Linked DNA regions of Danio rerio: region 1 is linked to region 2. Evidence: chromatin contacts called from public Hi-C data. All regions are on one chromosome and are shown on one strand. The core of a region is the stretch at or near the end of the contact, and the rest is flanking DNA. Distances in the headings are between cores, read along the strand shown. Region 1 holds the start of nop56 (NOP56 ribonucleoprotein homolog). Region 2 holds the start of cast (calpastatin).

The links. Hi-C and Micro-C count contacts between places; a contact is called where the count stands out from the background.
Region 1: a contact with region 2 is called in a Hi-C map of an unstated tissue, with 6 times the contacts expected there. The contact joins the promoter of nop56 here to the promoter of cast in region 2. A contact is called at or near these places in 2 of 18 Hi-C or Micro-C datasets (hematopoietic stem cells and an unstated tissue).

Annotation. Positions count from the first base shown.
Region 1 is chr21:13,340,454-13,345,244 of GRCz12tu, forward strand. It overlaps nop56 (NOP56 ribonucleoprotein homolog), which reads right to left and starts at 2,116. Exons shown (of 12, transcript NM_201217.2): 1 at 2,004-2,116; 2 at 1,104-1,193; 3 at 1-64. The coding sequence starts at 2,006. The region is part of intron 5 of gtf3c5 (general transcription factor IIIC, polypeptide 5); the gene reads left to right. mlnl (motilin-like) reads left to right here and starts at 1,474. Exons shown (of 5, transcript NM_001386354.1): 1 at 1,474-1,643.
Region 2 is chr21:13,023,645-13,028,791 of GRCz12tu, forward strand. It overlaps cast (calpastatin), which reads right to left and starts at 1,565. Exons shown (of 30, transcript NM_001130591.2): 1 at 1,496-1,565; 2 at 834-890. The coding sequence starts at 1,525. The region is part of intron 5 of gtf3c5 (general transcription factor IIIC, polypeptide 5); the gene reads left to right.

The sequences.
Region 1 (4,791 bases), core at 866-3,365, 320 kb after region 2:
GAAAGAACGCACTCAGTTTGACCACGCTGCTGAACTTTCCAACATTTAGGACACTTTCCTCCACCTACAAAAAAAATAAAAAATAAAATACATCTTTTTAAATGACCTTACAAACTACATTTCAAGGGATAGCTCCCCCAAAACTGAAAATGGCCATTTACTCAATTGTCCAAACCTGCTTGACATTTAGTTGATCAAGATATGGTATTTCGAAAGCCTTCTCCTATTTTTTAAGTCAATGGTTATGGGTTCAGCTATCTTCAAATATCTTGTCTTCAACAAAAAGACAATTTAAAGGGTTTAAACCATTTGAAAGAGAAAATGGAGTGGGTTTTCATTTTTGGATGAATTACCCATTAAGTCAAATGCTAAGAATAAAAATAAGTATCATATAAAAAAAAATAAAAATAAAACCCAAAACATTTCATAGTTACTTTGTGATAAACATTTATTTCTTCTGCTGCTAAATGCTGAATCTAAGCGACAATATCTTCAAGCTAAACATCTAGCTTTCATCAGAATATCCCTTGTATTCAGCAGAAAAAAAAAAAGAAATGGAAGTTCATGAAGTCACAGAAGTTTTGCTCCCTGAAAGACGTTATTTTCCTGGTTAAAAACAAAACCCTAAAATGTATAATGAGTGTTAGTAGTACTTCAATGGGAGGGATTTAAACCAACAACCTTTGAACAATATTGTACTTTGACAATCATTGGTTGCTAAAATGATTCCTCTATATAGAATTAGCCAAGCGGTTTTCTGAAATTATATTAAATAGAAAGTCTGACTGTGCAAATATAAAACCAACTTATACAACCAATATAAAACCAAAAGAAAGCTGAAAAATGTCCAGTTTTCCTCATCATAATATCTTGTTCAACAAATGAAGTGAAGATTCATGGCATTGTGCGTTCTTAAACTCTAAATACTTTTGTTTCCTGCTCAAAAAAAAAAAAAAAAACCTGAATGTACAATGAGGGTTAGTCGTACTATAAACGGGAGGGATTTAAACCAACAACCTTTGATTCCCATTTTCAGATTTTAATGTTTCCATATTGGGTTGCACAAAAACTGAAATCCATTGGTCTTTCCAGAAAATACAAACCTGAGGTAGAAGCATGCCAATCTCCTCCACTTCTTTAACAGCCAACAACGCATATCCAGCCGCATGCTCGAACAACACGTGTAAAAGCACCTGAGAGGGAGAAAACCACACTGATTAGAGCTCAAACCATAAATCATCACTTACAGTAGATTAAGACAAACTCCCAAATGCTTAATGATCTCACAAATAACAATGAACGCTAATACAAGTAAAATATTGGGAAACTGATCAGTCGGAGCATGGAGCCCACATGTTGATGATAGCACTTCAAAACACAACAGTCAAGATTTAAAACATTTATTATGACTTTACAACATTGCGTAAGCAAAAGATAACAGTTGATAATAAGCCACCCATGTTTCGACTTTATAACATTGGCGCTGGCTCGAAGCTGGGGAGATCCGCACGTTAGCATGGGTTAGCAGACGCACCACGTGTTCCTTCAGCGGATCGGATACTCAGCGCGTAGCACTTTTAAAACTCAACATCTCACAGCACTGCGATCGGAACCAGAACTTCGCCTCAAAACACTAACAAGAGGTGGGTTATACTTTACGAGCCAAACAGACTGACTTTAATGGCTGCTGCGGCCTTTAACATCACCCTGAGGCCTTGTGTTTGCGGATTCACCTTTTATCCTATAAGCAGTTTAGTACAAGCAGTTTGTATTAATAGATCGCATCGTAATAATGCTTAATAAACTAATTATAACGACTGTAATTAATGTGTAATAACAAAAAAGCACGCATTTACACGTGTAAATGTACAAAAGTACGTCTCACGAACATGCACGCTATTCATAACAGCACGACTTAATATATGACACAGTGGCTTTTAAAATGCATAGGTAAGCTATTTGTTGATTTCTAAAGTTTGCATGATGAAATATTGAATCTTTACCATGTTTGCCGATCTCGTGCTCCGCGCACGAGGAGCGTTGCGTTTCTTCGGATCACTCGAACAGGAAAGAAACCCGCATGCGCTCAAGTAAGAAAACCCAGACGAGTGAGTCCTGCACGCTATCGCGAGATGTTTCTTGTTTTGCGGGAAATACTGCGCCACCCCTTTGGAAATGATTGAAATTACAAGATGGCACGTTGGACAATAGCCGCCTGCTGGAGAAAGCATGCATTATCATGTAGAAGCAACAGAGGAAGTATGATTGACCAACATGGGAACTGGTAAAAAAAAAATAAAATAATAAAATAATGATAAAATAAAATGAAATCAAACTACACTATGCAATAATATAATAAAATCCATCAAAAATCGAACAAAAGTAAATAAATGCATAAATTAATCAATAATAAAGTAAAAATGATATATATCAACACAATAATAAATAAATAAATATATAATAAAAATACAATAATAAAACAACATAAAATAAAAATTTTAAAAATTTTAATGATAAAATAACATGAAATCAGTCTAAAGAGAGCAAAAATGAAATAAAAGCCAACAAAATCTAATAAAAAAAAAATAAATGCAATAAATTAAATAAAAAAAAACTAAAAATGAAATAAAACAACACAATAAACAAATATATAAATACAAATACAACAATAAAACAATAAAAAAAATAATAAAATTGAACTATTTATAGTGATCAAATAAAATGAAATCAATGTAAACAGATCAAAAATAAAATAAAATCCTACAAAATCTAACAAAAAGTAAATAAATGCATTAAATTAAATCAATAATAAACTAACAATGAAATAAGCAACACAATAATTAATTAAATAAATAAATAAATAAATAAAAATACAATACAACAACATTAAATTAATTAATTATAATGATAAAATAAAATGAAATTAATCTAAAGAAGTATACAATAAAATCTGACAGAAATAAAAAGTAAATAAATGCATTAAATGAAATTAATAATAAAACAAAAATGGAATGCAGAATAAATAAATAAAAAGAAACTAATTTAAAATAGACATAAAACACAAGAAACTAAATTAATAATAATAATAATAAAATGAAATGAAATAAATCTGAATCAACAAAAATAAAATTAAAATAAAACAATGTTTTTTTAATAAAATGCATTTCATTTAATTAATTCAATACAATTAAAAAGTAAAATAACCCAACACAAAAATAAATGAAAAAAAAACTAAATAAGCAATACAAAATAAACATAAAACACAACTTATAAAATAAAAAGTAAAATCAACTACAAAATAAAACAATAAAAATAAAGCTACTAAAATAAAAATCTTAAAAAAGCAACAAAAAAATTATTAAAAATATTAATATTAAATCATACATGGGGTGATACAGTGGCTCACAGCAAGAAGGTCGCTGGTTCGAGCCCCAGCTAGGCCAGTTGACATTTCTGTGTGGAGTTTGCAGGTGCTCCGGTTTCCCCCACAGTCTAAAGACATGCGCTATAGGTGAAATGAATAAGCTAAATTGGCCGTAGTGTATGAGTGTGAATGTGAGAGTGTATGGATGTTTCCCAGTTCTGGGTTGCGGCTGGAAGGGCATTTGCTGCGTAAAACATATGCTGTATATTTTGGCGGTTCATTCCGCTGTGGCGACCCCAGATTAATAAAGGGACTAAGCAGAAGGAAAATGAATGAATGTATTAATTCTAATGATAAAATGAAATCTAAACTAAGATAGAAAAATAAAATTAAACCCAACAAAAAAGTAAGTAAATGCATTAAATGAAACAAATAGTAAAATAAAAATGAAATAAAACAACTCAATAAATAAGCAAAACAATGAAACAATACAAAATAAACAAACAAGACAATAAACCAAATTGATTATAATAATAATAAAATGGATTCAAATAAATCTAAGCAAAGTGAAAATAAAATAAACAGGAAACAATAAAAAGAAATAAAAATATTGCATTAAATACAATTAAAATGAAATAAACCAACACAAAAATAAATAAAACACTGAATTAACTACACAAAGTAAACATAAAACACAGTAAATTAAATTCATTTAAAATCATCTACAAAAATAAAAAACAAAAATAAAAATCTAATAAACTGCATTAAATTAGTATAATGAATAAAGTAAGAAGAAAGAAAGCAACATAATAAATAAATTATAAATAAAAATATATAAATTAAATAAAAACAATTCAATAAATGGATGAACAATAACTAATATTGAGATCCATTGTTTCTGTATACCTGTAATTTTGTTTATGGTAACTACCATAGTCAACTAATGCTAACTAATGATATCATCATTTAATGTTAAAGGTGTTTAATGCTAATTAGGAGATTTTCAATAGTAGTTTATTAAACACTTGAACACATCTTTTTTTCCTTATCAGAATAAGCCATGTTCTACATGCCGCAAGCCTTTTCTCAATAAATCTCTGTTAATGTGACATATGTAAAGATCCATTTCCTAAATATACCTGACGGAGGAAACACTTGACAAATGATGACAGGAGAGAGTGCTGGTTGTGCACACACATCAATCCACTAATCATCAAACAAATGTGCCATTGTGTACCAGCCACTGCAATAAATACCACAGTTGACTTTATATTTTAAGACAGAGTTGAATTTATGACTATTTATACACGTCGAATGAGAATGCAGAGTCCTTAGAAACAACAAAACGCACACACTTAGGACTAAAAGTAATTATGCAGCTAATGTTTTAAAATCAAAATCTGGAAGAACTTTTCATTATATTAAGT
Region 2 (5,147 bases), core at 315-2,814:
CAGTGGATGCCCTTCCAGCTGCAACCCATTACTGGGAAACACCCATACACTCTCATTCACATACATACACCACTGACAATTTAGCTTACCAAATTCACCTATAGCGCATGCCTCTGGACTGTGAGGGAAACTGGAGCACCTGGAGGAAACCCACACCAACACGGGGAGAACATGCAAACTTCACACAGAAATGTCAGCTGACCAAGCCCGGACTCAAATCAACGACCTTCTTGCTGTGAGGCGAAAGTGCTTTTCATTTTTAATGGAAAATATATTTCTGATGGAATTAATTGAGCAGATTTCTTAAAGAGGGTCATTACAAAAATAAATTTGGATCTCCATAGTCATTTTCCACTTGTCATTTAAGACTAACTGATGTTTTTTATTATTTAATTACTTTAATTTTGTAAAGTTACACTCACAATGAGCAGTTTCAACTCAGTTCTTTCCATTTTTTAAAAACAGAAATTAACTTTTTTTACCTAGACAGCATTAGAAATCTTATTTTAATACATTTTATTTGAATTTTCAAGAATAACAGGAGGTATTGTCTGCTCCTGAATGAAATTTCCTGTATGAAATTATTTAAAACAAATCAGTGATTTTCCCCCTAGTTATTTAAGTCTACCCGATGCTTTTATTTAATAACATTAACTTTGTAAACGTTAAACTCATGGGTCATTTCAACCCAGTTCTTTCCATTTTTTTTAAAAACTAAAATTTACTTTCCATACTTCCAAATTTAATTCAAATATCAAGAATAAAGGGAGCTTATGTCAGCAATCTGAATTCAATTACTCAAAAAAAACCCATTTAAAATAAAAATCACTTACCATGAACCTTGATGTCTGTGGAGCGTATTCTTGTTTTTGAAATGAAGTGTCTCCATTCTAGAAAGACAAAGAGAGAGAAAAGATTAAACACCCTGACAAAATTTACAATAACCCAAGGGTCTGACATGTCACCACTACACCAAGAATTATGACTAAACATTACAGTAAATCTAAATACTATATTGTGTCTGCTCTAAATCATAACTGAACACCCTTGAGCGAATATTCTAGTTCATTTATCTACTTCATTTAACTTAAATCTTAGATTGTCCAGAATGTTTAGAATGTATATAAAAAAATATATTAGGGTGACTTTTATTTTGTGTAGTTTTTTTATGATCCAACTCAGTTTTTTTTAGCCTACAAGTCATTGCATTCTTTAAATTCTCTTAGCTTTTTTTTCTACAATTGCAAACCAAAACACACTTTTGTACTCCAAACAAACGCAATAAAACCTCATTCATTACACTGAATCAGACAACGCCCAACATCTAATATTGTTTTTATTTTACTCTTATTATTTTATCACTAAGAATGTACAAAGACCAAACTAATCATGAAGTGTTTACATTTGTCAAGACCCTGCTTTATCCACTACTCCTCCTTTATATCGAAAGTTAAACAAGTTGTGCAGCTCAAAAACATGTGGAGGATCTACTTACGTTGCGCGCCCAATACATTGCGTACGCCATGGTGCGTGAAGGATAGAAAGTTTGCTTAAGTCCCCCTCGACTCGAGCTCGCCAGCTTCTTTCATTCAACTGAGGTATGCTGCTGTCTTTTTTCTCAGATAAAGCCACTCCCGCGAGTGTGCATGGGTACCAGGACTGCACCGATAATTACAGTAAATATACGATCGGGCGGTTTATCTTGCAAGTGTGCTCTTTTGCATTGCATAGCAATGTGAAGCGAAGCTCAATTTGCATTGCGCATTTAAAAAAATATGCAGAGGCGCAATTACAGTCAGGACTTACAACACAAGCATTCTTTAGTAGTGATTGCGCAACTCTGGTTATTTAGGTGTGTTTTCTATGTTTCTAAACCAGGTAGGCTACTTTAATTGAAACGCAAATACAAAGATAAGGCTTCTTTGTAGTGGCATATGCTAAAAGAGCATAATGTGAGAGTTTTGCTTCAAAAAGCCTTTGAACCTGCGCACTGCTATAGTACAAAACATTTAACCAAACAGATAGGCCTAAAACAAAACACATTATTTTGCTCGTAATGCCATAGGTTTGTGTACATAAATCCTACCTTTTGATAACTATCTGCACGTGACGCTCATCCTGGTAGTCGGTTGAAGGCTTCCGTAGTAAAATAGCGTTTAAAAAACACGTAATTTGGCGGGAAGTGATGACATGTTTTACAGAAACCGGAAATTGGTTGAGCAACTAAAAAAGAAAAAAACGGAAAATTCCGAAGGAAAAGGAAAAATCAAACTCAAAGTTTATAAATTACTATGGATATGAAGATATTGGTAAAAGTGTTCATAGGCGAGTCAAATGAATTCAATAACTGCTTCGAGTGATTCATATGTGAGGTAACGTTAACTAAAAAGAACGACTCATACGAAAACAGAGGAGTGTCTCAAATTGCATACTCATGCACTATTTTACGCCATTTTGTAGTGTAAATAGTGGCTGTTTCTTAATATGCATTCAGTCTTGCATCCTCGTGTATTGTCATCATCAGCTGCCAAAGTTCAGTTCCAATACTCTAGACCGCAAGAACAGAGTATGCGTTAAACTTCCCGGATGTGTTCTTGATATTGAGGACACACCGATGCAGACTTGGCACCGATCTCGCTCTAGAAGTCCCAGAAGTCATTGTGACTGGAGGTGGGAAGTGCAGCATTTTAAATAGATTTATAATAAAAGTTCAGAGACATGACTTATTTACCTCAGGAGTTTCCCTAAATGAGATGGTGAATATAAACATTACCATGGACATCTTAATAAAGGAATAAACACATTAAGGGTGTTTATTTGCTGAAATTCGTATTAAAATCTATTTTATTTGTATTGTGCAACGTATATTTATAATGTTTTTATGCATAGTATATATTTTAAAAAGGGGAAAAACAATAAATCCCTGTATGAATGCTGTAATGTTTAAATAATTTTCCATTAAAAACACTTGAAGGTCATGTGACTATCAGGAACAACGCAGCATCTCATTTCTCACAGGACGCGTTCTCTGTTCTTGCGGTCTCCGGAGTTCGTTCTTCCGAGGACACCTTTCAAGACCGATCTCTTCAAGAATGCAAGACCATTCTCTGCGTTCTTGGAATTGAGAAACAGCCAGTGTAAGTAGTGCTTTCACACTGAAAACTCTCAAAAGAATAAGTGCACTTTAATTACCCGGATGATGCACTTATTCAGCTGTTAAAATGAAGGGTGGACACTTTACGTACTTATGGATCGCTGCTTTGCTCAGGTAGCGGAAGGGGCGGAGCTTTCAGGCAGACATGTTGGATTACTTTACTTTGGATTTTGAAAGAAATTCTCCTACAATAGTGATTATACCACCTCCCAATAGTGAATGTGGTTATACTCATGGCAGGTATTATTTGGTATTATTTGGTTCACTAATTTGGCAACCGTCAAACATCATCAGGGAAATGGTTCAAATTTCCCCTTAGTAAAAAAACAATAGTGTTTTATTTAGAACGACACTAAATTCATATACTATGCTGTTGAGTGTGTAAGTGCATAAGTAAATAGTGCATAAGTGCAAAGTGTATAATGTGCCATCTGGGACATAGCTAGAACAACTTTGATTCACTAAGAGGACCGGTTCCTAAAAGAACCAGTCGTTCGAGAATCATTTCACACTAGTGGCGTTGAAGGGTTTGAATCACCAAAGAGTCTACTAAAGAGTCATTAATTTCCAAACTGGACTACTGCGGTTTTCAATTTATCTAAAGGTTTTTACAGATGAATTGTTGTACAGGAAAGAGCAATAAGTCAAAGAACAATAGTTAAATCCTGTGACACTTGAGAACAGTTTAAGGAATCAGTTCAGAGTCAGAACATTACTAACCTTAACTTCAAATTCAAAGTAACAATAATAAATTATTCAACATGCATGAATCAGTATTCTATTAGATTAAACTAACAACAACAATATTTAAAAAAAAAAAATGATTTTATGCACAACTGCACATTAGCTTATTTGAACAGTAGCTATCAGAATACTACAAGCCAGTGTGAACTGCATAAGAAAAACCATACCTCCTTTTTGTTTTTCTTACGACCATGACATCTCTTTTTGTGCGGCATGTCTGAAGAATAAGATCACTGACTTTAAAAACAGCACGCAGCTTTAGCTTCGTTTTCACCAGAAGTGGGCTTGTGTTTGCTCCTCCTGCAGAGTGTTAAAGAGTCGGTGCCAGAGGCTTTAAGGAGGTTTAAATCAAAGTCTGTTTGCAATTTGCAAAATGTCACTATGAATTTACTTTAGTTTTGAGGCTTTGTTGTGTACCTGTTGTGTGTGCATGTTACTACTAAAACAGCATTTGTTTTCTTGGATCTTTTGGATTTCTTGAACTACCATTACTGGATGTTTTTTATTATTTTATTCCTGGATTTGAATGTGTTGCCTACAGTATGTTGTTTCTGCTGACTCAAACAGTGCCACACCTCCTTTAACGCTTCCTTTCTCCCTCCCTGTCTTAAAGCAATAGTTCATTCTATTATCGTCATTTACTCAATGCTCAGGATGACTCATGTCTGTTTCTTCAACAAAACACAAAGGAGAAATTCTGAGGAATTCTGCGCACGCAATGCAGTTAAAACAAGGACACCTATGCAGATTATAGACCTAAAGCGTGAAAATGTTTTCTCAATCACCGAAAAATGGATACAGCTTAAGATGCATTTATGTCAGCCTTATCACAACCAAAACATTGAGATTGTCCATTTTCAACCAATTCCAGAGTGCAGAATCTTGTGATAACCTGTGTGTACTTTAAATGAAATCAATTCAATATTCTATTATGTTTTGTTGCTATATTTGTGGTTTATATTATTTCATGGTTATCAATTATAAATCTTAGTTATTTATTCAGTCATCCATTTATTTGATTCATATTTCTAATTCATTCATTCATATTTCTTATTTCTTGCTCTGCTTTTAGTGCTTTTTCCATTGTTTAGTCTTATTTTGATGGTTTTTCATGAAATGTTCCTCTCCGCTGATATGAGATATGAGGGCATGTATCTAATTCAAGGTCATATGGCCTAATGTATAATAACATTTGTTATTTTTGTGCTGCATATCATTGAGAGCACATTAAAACACATGCAACTAAGAC